5 separate regions of the Mus musculus genome follow, and regions 2, 3, 4 and 5 are each linked to region 1. A link is a contact called in public ChIA-PET and promoter capture Hi-C data. All regions are on one chromosome and are shown on one strand. The core of a region is the stretch at or near the end of the contact, and the rest is flanking DNA. Distances in the headings are between cores, read along the strand shown.

Region 1 (2,700 bases), core at 177-2,676:
CCATTATTATAGGTAAGGAAACTGAGACAGCAAGAACTGACTGGGGTCAGATCTATAAGAAATACTGGACTACCTGTACTTGTAGGTTCAGAAGGAGCCAAAAGCTCCCTGGTACCTTCATTGGTTTATGAAACAGAATATACCACTGCTTTGAATTATAGCCTTAATTACTAGCAAAACTGTAAGTCAATTTGGAAAGAAAGTTATAAAGTTCTGCATTGTAATTTTGCCCAGGGTTCAATCTTGAAATCACCTATTAAAATCCTATTAAGAATTCAGGAGTCTATGACAATAAAAGATTGGTACTCAGTTAATACCACAGTTCAAACTCTCCTAATCATCATTCTCTTTTAGTTCTGTAAAACAAGATTATCATAATTTCAGCACAGTGATCTGAATGGACTTAATTCATCGATTTGATAACGGTTAAGCTCTAGTTCATTCTATTTAAGAACTGAACCAAGGTTAGCTCCCTCTCAGGATTTTTTGTTGTTGCTGTTAGCATCCCTTTTCTGAGACTTGATAAACACTTGCTATCCAGTTACACCACGCTGATTACTTTCATTTAAAAATTGAGGTCCCCTGTCCTGTGTATGTTTCCACTTGATAACTAGGTCGTGAAAAGAAAAAAAATCTCACGTTTTGGTATAATTTCTCAGTAAAGCCCCCTTACACCCACAGTCTCTCTTCTTATCTTTCCCAAAAGTGTAGGGTGGACTTATTGTCATTTTTATCTTAAAGATGTTGAGAGTCAAGGAAAAGCTAATAGCAATTATCTAGTCAGGTAGCCATTTCGTCACGTCTCTGCTTCCTCCTCACAGCCTTCCTAGGCAGCTATCACAAGCCCCCTTGGAAGCTCACTGTCCTGTTTCCCATCTGAAGCAGAGGCAACGCTGAACCCAGAGGACTTCCCAGACAGCATCTTCTTAGGCTGCTCAATACTTTACAGGACCCCACCAGGGATCCCCCCTCCCCCCAAGGCTGGCAAGAACGTGGAGGGGCCCTGACGAAGCCCTAGTTAGGAAGTGACAGTTTTCCTCCCTCTCCAGTTCAATTCTCACATCGATGAACCAACCTTCTTTCGCTACCAAAATTCAAGGCCCCCTGAAAGGCCTTGGGCATCCGCTGTGTGATGAGGGCGAACCTGACATGTTTACGCTCAAGGACTCCAGGTGGACCAACAACAACAACAAAAACCCCACACAAATTAGCAAGGCCTCGCCTCACCCTATCACTCGGTGACACAGGCTCGCAGAGCGCCCTGGGGAGAGCGACTGACAGAGGCCCTGCCCGTCACTCCCTTAGGGCAGCAGCTAAAGGTTGAAGCCCCTGGGCGAAGGAGAGGGAGACACCGGCGAGCATGCCGCCCTCCTCAGGGGAGAAGTTCTAAACCCCCATAACCGTTAGTTCCCTCGAGCCCGGAGAGTGGCCGAAGACTCGGGCGAGGCCGGAGGCGCGCGCCTCGCCGGGGCAGCGCCCCCTCGCCTGCTCTGATTGGGTGGCCGGGGCGGAGGGGGCGGGGAGACCCTCCGGATGAGGCGCGCGCGCAGGCTGGCCGGGGGCTGCTGGGAGGGCTGCGCGCGCCGAGCGACCGGTGGGCGCGGGAGGTGGGGGGGCGGAGGGCCGGGGGCGCGAGTGCGCGTGCGCGTCGGAACCCGAGGCGCGGGAGGAGGCGGGAGCTCCGGAGGCTGCGGAGGGGGCGGGTCGCGTCAGGCGCCACGTCCGCAGCCAGAAGCCGCCGCTGCCGCCGCCGCCGCCTCGCACCGACCTCGCACCGAGAGTCTTCCGACTTCTGAGCCGGAGAAGAGCATCTAGGTCGCGTAAGCCACTCCCGGGCCGCATCAGGGCCTCTGCTGCCCCGGCCGCTTCTGCTGTTCTCCGTGCCACCGCTCCCTCCGCCCGGCCGCAGCTCCCGGCCTCGACCCCGCGGTGAGTGAGTGTGTCCCATGGCTGGGGCGGGGGCGGGAGGGTGTCGTCGGCCTGAGTGGCCGCACTCCGGGCCCTTTCCCGTTAGCCTCATCTGCACCTCACCTGCACGACCCCGGGGCCTGGCCGCTCCAGCCTGGCCCTTTGCGGGGGGACACTGAACGGGAGGGGGATGGGCGGGAGTCGTTGGGGGGCGTACGGAGGTATGGGGTTACCCCAGTGGGTCCACGAGTTTGTGGACGCGGTGTCTGCAGTTGAAGGGAGTCGCTCTGGAAGCCTGGGTCTGACCTCTTGCCTTGAGTGTCAGGCTGGTGCGGAGGAGGAGATGGGGCATCCGAGGAGGAGCCCAGCTTCCTTGCCCCACTTAACTTCTGACCTGTTGATAAACGGTCCCGGTGGGTTCAAGTACACAGGGCTTGGCTCCAAGCGGAGATTCCCGCTGCTCTTCCTAAATCGGGAACTCCACTCCCACGCCTGTTCTAAGCCCGCAGGTGTGGGAATGAAGAGGGGCGCTGGCAGTGTCAAGGAGTGACTGGGGAGCAGGGGGGAAGGAGTCCTGGAGCAGCCGCCAGTGCAGTCACTGCCGACCCCAAGCTCAATCCAAAACCGAGCCTGCCATGCACAAGCAGCATCTAGTCTAGCCCCGGAGCTGCCACTCGGGATCAAGTTGGATCGTCTCTCTTAAGCCCGTCTTATATTGGAATTCCGCAGGAACTAGGGTGTGCTGGATGGACAACGAAGGGGCGGAGGAAGGAGGTGTCCAAGCCAGCACCA
Region 2 (2,700 bases), core at 186-2,685, 550 kb before region 1:
GACACCATGCTGGAGGAGCCAAGAGTTCTACATCTTGATCCAAAGGCAGCAACAGGAGACTCTTCCACAGGCAGCCAGGAAGAGGCTCTGATTTCCACACTGGGCAGAGCTTGAGCATAGCCAACCTCAAAGCCCAGTGACACACTTCCTCTAACAAGGCCACACCTCCTAATAGTGCCACTCCCTGTGAGCCAAGCATTCAAAGACATGAGTCTAGAGGGGGGTGGGGGGAGGCAGCAAACCTATTCAGACCACCACAGGGTTAGGGTTGGCTAGCTCATTGAATGTTACCCAGGCTGAAACTGCTTTCAGTATTCTCTCGGGCTCTGTTTTAGCCGAGCCTACATCCTATGATACTGTCTGCAGTCTTCTGAGCTCCTGTCAGTGTTGGTATTTTGACATTCACAATATTATCTTCAAAGACTCTAATCACAGAGCCCCATAACACGCTAATATTGATGAAAATTTTGAAATATTATGAGAATAACCAAATTGTAACACAAAATTAAATGAGAACATGCCTTATGGGAAATGGCTCTGGTAAACTGCTTTACGGGAAATGGCACTGGTAGACCTGCCTTGGAAGATGCACGGTTCCCAAACCTTTCACTTAAAAAAAAAAATCACAATTTTCAACCTGATAACAAAATCTAGGTAACACTGTTTCTAAATAAGCAAATTATCTGAACAGATACTTTTCAAAAGAAGAAATACAAGTCTGGAACTAATAGAAAAAAATACTTACCATCTTTAGCCCAGAGAAATGCAAATACAAGCCACAATGAGATTCTATCTCCTCTCAGAATGACTACCAAAAACAAAAACCAAAAAGGTGGTAAGCATCAAAAGAGAGAAGGTAGAGAAACATATAGAATGAATGTCCATTGTGATTCTTAATTTTTAAGATTTTTAAAAATTATTATTTATTTTATGTATGTGAGTCCACTATAGCTGTCTTCAGACACACCAGACGAGGGCATCAGATCCCATTACAGATGGTTGTGAACCACCACGTGGTTGCTGGGAATTGAACTCAGGACCTCTGGAAGAGCAGTCAGTGCTCTTAACCGCTGAGCCATCTCTCCAGCTCCCATTGTGGTTCCCTAAAATCTTGATCTTTATATGACCTAGCTTTCCCACTTTTGAGTATATATCCAAAGACAACTAAAACAGAGTATCAACAAGATGTCTACATGCCCATGTTTAATCATGACAGTATTCATAATAGCTAAGACACTAAGTGACCCTAAGGGCCCTTTAATAGATAAAGAAAATGTGATCTATGTTCACAACAAAATATCATTCAGCCATAAATAAGAATGTCCACAACAAGATCCTATTGCAGAAAACACCACACCTGGTAGTTGTAAGCATGATGAAACCGAGCTGGAATTGAGCTGGAATGTCTCCCCTGACTTGCTCTCTTCAATAGTGCTGGAAAGTGATGTGCAGGTGGCTGGGGTTTGGGCATGGGGGAGTTGTTAAGGCTACCAACTGTGTTACATACCTGTGTACACTATATGCCATACTATTGGTCTGCCAGGCAAGACATGCCTGTGCATGCAGTCATGGCATGGTTGCTATAGAGGTAAACAACTGCTCTCTGATTGGACTTGAGGCCTGCACCACAGGAAGAAATTCATATCTGCTACTGTAAACAAGGTCAAAAGCCCATGGCCCAGGAGGTCATAGGCCCTAGAGGAGAAGCTACTACTGTTGTTCCTAAATGAGCTAGGAAGCCCCAGAGCTAGCTAGCTAGCGAGGTTTCCCACCAGTACTCTCTGGATATGATTAAAAGCCCTTGCCTCAAAGAATATGGTGAAAGAATGGTTAAAACTGATTCTAGACATCAACCTTAAGCTCCACATATGTACGCATACATGTGCATGTTTCCACACATGTGTGTCCACACACATGCAAATACCTACATACTACACACACATATAACACACATACACAATCACACACACAGAGGACAGGACAGAGAGAGGTTGGGGGAGATGTGAATAGAGGTTGGGTTTCATTAGTGCACACTGCATGCATGTGTGGAAATGTCACACTGGATGCCATTAACATGTATAATTAATATATGTTAATAAAAATGAAACAATTCTCTGAAAATGAAATTATCTTAAGAGGACAGTAAAGTGAAGTGCAATAAACTAGTTGTACCAGTTCCTCTCTGCAGCCTGGGGAGGGAAGGTCACCTTCTCTCTTCTCTCTCCCCTCTTTCCTTCTCCCTTTCCTTCCAGCTTCAGTCTCTCCACATGACGAGATAAAACACACTAAAATTTCAAAATCAGTGTCCTGAGGAAATTTAAGGCCTTACCCAAGATCTCCACAAGTTGCTTGGAAACATCTTTTCTGAAGTTTACTATCCTAGCCACTTCAGACTCCATGAACTTGTACATTGAGATGGTCTACCTTCCCGTCTCTGGTCCTATGTGCCTATGCAGGCAATAGTGACATGATGCTATGAAAGCAAACAACTGCTCTCTGATTGGCTGTGAGGCCTGCACCACAGGAGGAAATTCATGTCTGCTACTATAAACAAGGTCAAAAGCCTATGGTCCTGGAGGTCATAGGCCCTAGGGGAGACTGTTATAGATGGAACAGCAGCCCTTCTTCAGTCTCTATGGAAACATCCCCCACGCTCACTTAGAAGGCAGTCTAAATACATAGATATGGTCAGAGACATTG
Region 3 (2,700 bases), core at 69-2,568, 860 kb after region 1:
AGATCTGGGTTTAAACTGGAAATGTCCAACCCGTAAAATCTAATCAACGATCTTCAAAACGGAAAAACTGCTCACAAATTTCTGAGGCGATATGTCTATCATGATTTTGCTATTATATAACTTACGCATTATAAAAAGCATCATATATATATATATATATAATATGTATGTGTGTATAATATATATGTATATAATATATGCGTATATATATTATACACACACACACACACACGGATATAATGTACAATTTTCATGTGTCACTTAATAAATTAGCAAGACTCTACCAACCAGCCTTCCCTTCTTCCACACAACAAAGGAAAATACTGTTTCACTGCTGTGGACTTTTTCTCCCTAGTATACCTTGCAAAGTGGTGCAAGGCTTCTCTGTGTAACCAGTCCTGAATGGATCTTCCATTTCCCAGCCTCCAGGGATTATAGGCCCGAGCCACCAAGCGAAGCCTATCAGAAACTTTTTACTAAGACAAAGGACTGCAAATCTTTATTGCATTCTCATGGCATTTATGAGACGGTGTCACTTAACACATGTGCCAAAACCTCACAAGTGTTTTCTTCCTCAACGTTTATCGGAACTTTCGAGTACACACGGCGGTGGCGACAGCAGGCCCAGGGTTTCAGATCCTGGTCTCTGGCTCCCAAGCCTTCAGCTGAAACACATCATTCAGGCTGAGAGAAGTGGACTCGATACGAATTCAGGGTTGTCTTCCTAGATGGGTACAGATAAGTTACCCACCAACTCGGGGGTCCTCCGCCAAGAGCATATTAAAAGCTCGAATCATGCCGATTGTCGTTACGTTAAAACCCAGTTAAGTTTGGAGAATGCCATCTGTAAACGTTAACTAAATATCAGGACTCAAGAGAAACAGAGTTCCTGGCTGGCGGTGCCAACTTGGGAAAGTCCACAGAAATCTCGGAAGACCAGGAACACCGTGTCTGATGGTGCGTGGGGAAAACACGCGTGAGCCCCCACGCTGCGTCCGTCTGTCCTCGTGTGTGTGGACCTGGCGCGTGCAGTCTGCAGAGGAGGGAGACCTGGAACCCCGCAGCCCTGCGCTGGGCGGAGGCCGCCGGTTCGCGGCGGAGTCGCGGCCTGCAGCTCCCAAGGCCGCTGCCCCAACTCACCTGCATGTTGGGCACAAAGCCCTTCTTGATCCTCCAGCAGTTTTTATTGATCTTGTCCAAGAACTGTAGCTCATCGTTGTAGTTACGACTCATGGTGGCGGCGAGGCCAGCGATAGCTCCTGGCTACGCTTAGAAAGAGAAACCACCCCGCAGTCCACCCGCTCCACGCAGCGCCGCCTCTCAGGGCGCAGGCGCGACCAGCTCCGCTCCAGGAGGGAAGATGGCAAGCGCCGAGGCTCAAAACTCTTCGCGCGAGTCCTGATCATCTCGTTACAATGAATTACAGCGCTAGTCTTCACTTGCACTTCCCCCCCCTCTTTCTTTCTCTCCCTCTTTCTTTCTTTCTCTCTCTCTCTCTTCCTTCCTTTCTTCCTTTCTTTCTTTCTTTCTTTCTTTCTTTCTTCTTTCTTCCTTCCTTCCTTTCCTTCCTTTCTTTCCTTCTTCCTTTCTTTTCCTCTTTCTTTCTTTCTTTCTTTCTTTCTTTCTTCCCCTCTTTCTTTCTTTCCCTCTTTCTTTCTTTCTTTCTTTCTTTCTTTCTGTCTGTCTGTCTGTCTGTCTTTCTTCCTTCCTTCCTTCCTTTTTTCTTTCTTTCTTTCCTTTTCTTTCTTTTCCTCTTTCTTTCTTTCCCTCTTTCTTTCTTTCTTTCTTTCTTTCTCCCCCTCTTTCTTTCTTCCCCTCTTTCTTTCTTTCCCTCTATCTTTCTTTCTTCCCCTCTTTCTTTCTTTCTTTCTTTCTTTCTTTCTTTCTCTCTCTTTTTCCTTTCTTCCCCCCTCCCCCTTTCTCTCTCCCTCCCTCCCTTCACCCCCCCCCCTTTTTTAAAGTAAGATCTCGATACTTAGCCTTGGTGAGCCTATGTATCCGGGTTGGCTTCGAACTCTCACAGATACCCTTGCCAATGTCTCCTGACTGCTGCTATTGAAGACATACTGCTTTAAGAATGTTTTTGAGCTGCTCCTGAAACCTCTTCACCCTGGATCAGGTCAACTGCTATATAGAACATACAGTTTGGAGTTCATGCCCCATGAACATTAGTGAAACAGCTGAGCAAGATAAAATACTAATGACGTTTGCAATGTATCAGAATGAGATTGAAGATGTACAACAAACACTCCATTACAAAATGAGCATCCAAAAGAAGCATATCACAACACTGTATCATTTATTTCTACAAATGCTTGTGAAGGAAATCTGCTCTGGCCAGCAATTCCCTACAAAGATGGATAAATCCCTCTTTCAGGGATCACTGTGTTCCATAGCTTTGTTTGGACTGTGTCCTGTGTCTGTACCTTTAAACTTAATTGACTCTTGCTCTTGGGATAAGAAAGCTGGCAGTGATTTGCAGGATAGTCCTACCCTGTGAAAAACACCACCATAGCAATCAGGAAGACTTGGGTTCAGGTTCCGCCTATGCCATTACCACCTTTGTGTGATACATTCCTCTGTTTTCACTTCTATGAAATGGGATCATAATTATTCATAGTGGCTCTGAAGGTCACAGACATGAAACTGGAGGAGTAACTAGACCAGGATGTTAAGTACTTATACAGCCCTCTTCTATCC
Region 4 (2,700 bases), core at 86-2,585, 810 kb after region 1:
GTAACAGAGGCTCAGCAGATTTCTGTTTGATGTGAGTCCCCAAAACGTGATGGCCTCAACAGCCATAAACCAAAGGTCACAAGTACTCAAAGACAGAAGACACCAGGAAGGAATGCTGCACACAGTGACTCCCAAGGGACCTTCCCCTTCAACAAGGCACAGCCATTCTACCAACCTCATATCACCGTCCTAAGAAGGCCTAAAGGATACTGAGTTCTTTCTGTCTTGTCACTGTGTCTTCTGCCAATTATTCTTAGCTGTTTTTATGTTTCTAACTGACCGAAGTTGATCAATTGTTGGTTGCAAACCTCGCGCTGTTTTCTGGAAATGACATTTAAGAAACTAACAGGAATACAGCCACTTTACAAAATGCATCAACCAGCTCCAATAATTTCAGTCAATACGTTTTCTCTTCCCCGCTATATTGACAGCCTTTTAAAAGCTTTTGGGGGCGGGGGGGGGGGGAACCCAGCTAAATACTGCTCCGTCTTTACTACTCCGCTAACACAGTACCTTCTAGTTCAGGAGACTTGCACAATTTAAAAACTTCACCTCCGCACTCCACCATCCCTGGCTACAGTAACCCGCAAACCCCCAAAGGTGAAGAACTATGATACTACAGTAACATTCCAAATTAAAATAGCGAAAGCTAAAATACGACAGGAAAGAGGTGCCAAGCAGCTAACAATGTACGGCTACTCAGAACAATCACCCCAGGAACCAACTAGTACTCTGGATATTTCTATTGGGTTCAGGTGCTCAAATCCATTTACGCGTCACACGTGTGGCCCGAAGGCACCCAAACAAAGACTGAGTCTCCGGCGGCGTCCGCCCCGCTCCCTCGGCCCTGCCTTGGGGACCTGCCCTGCTCACCTGCACGTCCAGGGCAGGGGGCCGGCGGCTGCTAGGTGCGCGATGGGGCCGGTGTCACGTGCTACCACATCCCGCCGGTGGCCGCGCCTCCCCGCACTGCCCGACGTCTCCGAGGGCCGGCGGCTGCGCTCCGCGGCGAGGGCCCGGCATGCTGGGCGGCGCCCGGGGCTGTTTTCCCAGAAGCGCTGGCAGCCGGACTGGCCGACCTGGAAGAAGAGAAGAGCGATCAGCCGTGGCCTTTCCCTGCCCCGGGCCGCTCGAGCCCGCCCCGCCGCGTCGCCCACCTGAGGCCCGCGCTGGGGAGCACTGGCCCGGCCGCCTGGCTCGTCATCGGGCCGAACGTCGGCCCGGACGCTCCTGCCTCCCGGGACCCCGCGCCCGGTTTACAGCTCTCCTAACATTTCCCGCCCGGCCCCGCCCGGTCAGGCCCGCCGCCTTCACGGGGCCGCACCCTCGGGGGCGCCTTTCCGGCTTCTCAGCCACTCCGGGCCCGTTTCCGGCTTCCCAGCCACTCTGCGTCCGTGCTACCTGCCTACGGCCTGCGCTCCGACCCGCTCTTCCGGGGATACGCACCGCCCCCTCTCTGCGTGTGGAGAACCGCAGAGCCCCGGGAGTGGGCGGGCTTAGAGACGCTCCACCCAGAGTGTTGCAGCTCAGCTGGGTGCCGATCCAATCGAGGGCCGAATAATCGCTCCGCCGTTGCTAGGAGACCAGAACTGATACACGTGCTAGGGGTGCGTTCTGAACTCCAACGTTCTCCAGACTCTGCTTTTCTGTCCAGATGGCATGGCCTCAAGTAGGGAAGCATGAATCCACATAACACAACGTTTTTAAATATAGGATTGGGCCAGACGGCGGTGTGGCCCAGGAGTAATCGGGTTTCGATTCTGAAACTCTTTTACCCTGTGTGAAGTTTCCCTGCTCCCACATCATAAAAGATGATGTTGGGATTTGTGCAGGTGTTTTTCTTCTCTCTTTGCCTTCCCGTCCCTTCTGCACGGACAGGCACAGTGCTTACTTAGAATAATCATTGGAACCACAACATCTGCTCGGTAGCCAACTTTTGACATAATGTTTATTCATATGAGTGGGTGGGTGGATGTGAAAGCAAATGTGCATGTGTAAAAGAAGTTAGAGAACAACTTACACTCTCTTTCCCACATGTGGGTACCAGGGACTAAAGAGCCTTACCCTCTTTGCCACCTTGTCAGTCTATTTATGGCAATATCCCATACCCCACAATTCACTAATCATACCTAAGTATTTACCCAATACAGAAACATATACATGTGTGTATGTATGTATGTATGTACAAAGACATATGTACTAAGTTCCTTGCAACTTTGTTAATGATCTGTCATCAACCAATAAAGAGTTGCACTGAATCACCGTTGTGGAGCCCTAGGCAGCAATAAAAAGTAACAAGCTATTTGCATGTAGGTAGACCTCTAGAAGCTTTCTACACTGAGCAAAAAAACATCAGAAACAAAAGACTAGAAGTCTGTATAAAATTCTAGAAAAGGCCAAGACTTTACTAACAGCTCTGATGGATGTTGGAAGTTAGTGATAGGTGAAGAGATGAAATTGCCTATATAGAAAGACAGACATGAGGGACCATTTTGGATAATGGTTACATGCCTGTATATGTTTATAAAGATTGATCAAATAGTAAAGATTGGTGAGTTTTGTCATGTGTAAAAATGCATTTAAAAAGTAAGAGGTGGGGCATAGTGGTGCACACGAGTACTACCAATACTTGAGGATACTAAGGCAGGAAGGTCAGAAATTCAAGGTCATTCTGGTTTACATAGTAAGTTCTAGACAGAC
Region 5 (2,816 bases), core at 128-2,627, 660 kb before region 1:
TCTGCAGAGGGGGAACCGACAACAATCCAAAACTGGGACAATACTGAGCCCCCGAGGCACCTGGCAGAGCTTCAGCTGTATCGGGTGCGGCCGGCCAGACCCCTTGAACAATTTAAGTAGTCCTGAAGCCAGGACCTGGTAAGGCAAGCGAGCCTGCTGCAAATCAACTCTGGGACTGAATGGCCACCCCTGCCAGGGACATGTCATGCTTGCCAGAGGCGGGAATGCAAGCTGTCAAGAAACCTCAGACATTCAGTAGAAGCTTTTAGGTTTGATAGACAGGAGGAGTCTGTCTTTTGCAGCAAGAGCAGCATCAGGGTAAGCAAGCATCCCAGTGGAAAGGAGAAGTGGGACTGCAGGTAGATGGGAAAGAAGCGGGGGTCCTGAGCAACTACAGGACACCACACTTTCGAGCCCAGCTTCATGGCTGATAATGTAGGTCTTTTTGGAGTTTGTACAAATAAGGAACTCCCGGACAAGGTCTGAAGGTGTGTCTTTGGGGAAGACCCCATGTTCTCAAAGCTGCAAAATGTGAATCCTAAACACTACTTTGCTAGCTGGGGTAAAAAATAAAAAAATAAAAAAGGTGGGGTGAGAGAAGCCCCCAAAATATGTGCAGACAAGATGTAACAAGTGTTTTCGGAGATATACACCTGAGTCACGGGGTGCTGAAAGGAAAGTGAGGAGTCTGACTGGGGGCTTCTGCTGAAACCTTTCTAGAGAAGGGAGCCCCGGTGGCGTGGTGCCCCCAGACCGTCTCCCCGCCCCCATCTTGGGCCACCAGGGAACCAGCTCGAACCCCTCCAGGAATTTCCCTTACTCACCACTCGGCCTGAAAACCTCTCGGTGGCTCTCTTGACTTTGCCGTAGGTACCTTTGCCCAGGGTCTCTTGCAGCTCATAGCGATGCTTCAAGTTGTGTTTGTGGTGATGTCGCTTCACCCCGTGCGGCTTCCTGGGCTCCACTGGGGCTGCAGTCGCCCCGGCCACCGCCTCCAGCGGAGAGCCCGGCAAGCCGGTCTCTACAGCAGGGCCATCCCCTGCCGCGGACACTGCCGCCCCTTCCATGACCAAGCGCAGGGCGAGCCGAGTTGGAGAGGGCAGGTCCCGGCACAGGGGCTCGGGGTGGTCCCCACCGAGGGAAACCGGGGTGCGTTCAAGGTCGCCCCCGCAGCAGCATTGCTGAGACGACCCGACCTGGCTCTGGCTGCCGCTGGGGCACTAGCGGCGGCGGCGGCGGCGACTGCACATCTGGCGTCCCGGGCGCGCACGCTCGGCGCACCGCCCCCTGGCCAGCCGCGGCAATCTGCGGAGCGTCCGGCGAGGTGGCAGCGATGTCAGGGGAGGCGGTGGTGTTGGCGAGAAGGAGGGGAGAGGGTGGCTCCGCGCGCTGGAGAGGAGTGTTATGTGGGGCGCCGCGCCCCCCGCCCCCGCGCCGGGAGGACGCGCAGACGGGGCGGGGCGAGAGGGGAACGCGGGGCGGGCGCCCGGGTGTCCCCACCTCCGCGCCGGGCCACCGAGCAGGGAGGGGGCGGGGTGCGTGTCGTTGTTCACTCTTTGTGCGGCGCGGCGCAGGCCGGGGCGGCGGCCCGGCTGCTTTGTCCTCGCCGGGTGGGGACGCAAGGTCCCGGGTGGGTCGAGGTGGAGGGGTTGGGGATCGTCAGTGCTCTTGTCCCCTCCCCGAGCGTCCCGCACTCACCCTCCGGAACTACTGCGGGCCGTCCGCAGCTAGCTTGGGCCGATCGGCCTCGGATAAAGGTCGCAGGTCCCCGAGGCCGCAGAGGCGACAACGCACAGAGCCAGGCTCACGCTCTGTGGCCCGGGGCTGTAGCCTCCTGGGCCACCCTTCTTCATGTTTGTTATGGTGTGGCGGAGGCCGCCAGGCTCGCTGGAGCAGGGGGAGGCTGGGTTGAAAGGAGGCCCAGCGGTGTTGGGTTACCGGCGGTGAGTCACAGTCCCCTCCAGCCGCCGAGGCCCTGCAGGCCCCCAGCTCCGGCACGGTCAGGGCAGGGCCCTCCTGGAGCAACCGCGGAGCCTGGAAAGTCCCCGAGAGGGATGCTTCGGAACCCCGGCTCTCTCAGGGAGAAAGGCGGAGTCAGGAACGAAGGGAGGCTCGAAGGAGGAACCCGGCCCTTCTCCAGGGCTCCGATCTCCCGGTAAAGTTCGGGAGTCCAACAGGGACCAACACCTAAGAGGAGGGAAGTGGGGGCCTGGATGGAGCTGGGTCCCCTGAGCTGCCCAGCGCCATTGGAAAGACCCCTTTCCGACAAACCAAGGCTCTGAGATAAGCCTAGGCCTTGGCCTGCTGAGCAGTTCCTTGTCCAAGCCAGAGGCCACTTGCAGGCCTCTTGACCCCCTCAGGCGATGGGAATTTTCCTTTGACTAAAACGGCCAGATCTCACCCCACCAGGTGAAGGTCAGGCAGGAAGGCCTCCCAGCAAGGCTGCCCTGGTTCTCCTGAGATGAAGGGAGGAAAAATAAGACATGAAAAAATTAAAGGTATCTTGAGAAATTTTTTAAAGTAATTTCACATAAATTACATTGTTCCACACTAGGGTGGGAAGACCGACCAGGAAGAGCATCTGGTGTAGTCTCCAAGTACTGGCACTTCCTTCTGCAGCCCTCAGGTTCCTCCCGCCCTCCAAATTCCTTCTGACTTCACTCTTGTCTACTTCTCACCTTACACTGGACTCTAGCAACAGCCTGTCTTCTCGAGACGCCCCTCGCCCCCACCCCTGTTGTCAGAGTCATGGCCTGAAACACACCCATTGTCGGCCCTCACTCCTCCGCTCAGTTCTGGACTTGATAATGGTCTTA

What was found. Promoter capture Hi-C pulls out the DNA fragments that hold promoters and counts their contacts. ChIA-PET counts read pairs in DNA pulled down with a chosen protein or histone mark. Capture Hi-C pulls out chosen DNA fragments and counts their contacts.
Region 2: a contact with region 1 is called in a promoter capture Hi-C map of pre-B cells, with 4 times the contacts expected there. The contact joins the promoter of Platr7 here to the promoter of Fhl4 in region 1. A contact is called at or near these places in 4 of 39 promoter capture datasets (the 3T3-L1 cell line, liver, pre-B cells and 1 more), 1 of 115 datasets of contacts at active chromatin or transcription factors (extraembryonic endoderm stem cells) and 1 of 9 other capture datasets (adipose tissue).
Region 3: an RNA polymerase II ChIA-PET map of memory CD8 T cells shows a contact between it and region 1, with 13 read pairs. The contact joins the promoter of Rtcb here to the promoter of Fhl4 in region 1. A contact is called at or near these places in 2 of 39 promoter capture datasets (hippocampal neurons and liver) and 2 of 115 datasets of contacts at active chromatin or transcription factors (large pre-B cells and memory CD8 T cells).
Region 4: a contact with region 1 is called in a promoter capture Hi-C map of liver, with 4 times the contacts expected there. The contact joins the promoter of Prdm4 here to the promoter of Fhl4 in region 1. A contact is called at or near these places in 14 of 39 promoter capture datasets (the 3T3-L1 cell line, 3T3-L1-derived adipocytes, cranial neural crest and 8 more), 3 of 484 Hi-C or Micro-C datasets (B cells, CD4 T cells and CD8 T cells), 5 of 115 datasets of contacts at active chromatin or transcription factors (astrocytes, extraembryonic endoderm stem cells, large pre-B cells and 2 more) and 2 of 9 other capture datasets (adipose tissue and embryonic stem cells).
Region 5: a contact with region 1 is called in a promoter capture Hi-C map of liver, with 2.3 times the contacts expected there. The contact joins the promoter of Nuak1 here to the promoter of Fhl4 in region 1. A contact is called at or near these places in 4 of 39 promoter capture datasets (cranial neural crest, hippocampal neurons, liver and 1 more), 1 of 484 Hi-C or Micro-C datasets (embryonic stem cells) and 1 of 9 other capture datasets (liver).

What each region holds. Positions count from the first base shown.
Region 1 is chr10:85,101,069-85,103,768 of GRCm38.p6, forward strand. Fhl4 (four and a half LIM domains 4) reads right to left here and starts at 1,427. Exons shown (of 2, transcript NM_010214.4): 1 at 1,228-1,427. It overlaps Tmem263 (transmembrane protein 263), which reads left to right and starts at 1,559. Exons shown (of 3, transcript NM_001013028.2): 1 at 1,559-1,929.
Region 2 is chr10:84,551,903-84,554,602 of GRCm38.p6, forward strand. It overlaps Platr7 (pluripotency associated transcript 7), which reads right to left and starts at 1,436. Exons shown (of 4, transcript NR_040658.1): 1 at 1,358-1,436; 2 at 746-808.
Region 3 is chr10:85,956,475-85,959,174 of GRCm38.p6, forward strand. Rtcb (RNA 2',3'-cyclic phosphate and 5'-OH ligase) reads right to left here and starts at 1,319. Exons shown (of 12, transcript NM_145422.4): 1 at 1,141-1,319. The coding sequence starts at 1,233.
Region 4 is chr10:85,915,651-85,918,350 of GRCm38.p6, forward strand. Prdm4 (PR domain containing 4) reads right to left here and starts at 1,336. Exons shown (of 12, transcript NM_001302886.1): 1 at 1,158-1,336; 2 at 874-1,079.
Region 5 is chr10:84,439,291-84,442,106 of GRCm38.p6, forward strand. It overlaps Nuak1 (NUAK family, SNF1-like kinase, 1), which reads right to left and starts at 1,378. Exons shown (of 7, transcript NM_001004363.2): 1 at 825-1,378. The coding sequence starts at 1,067.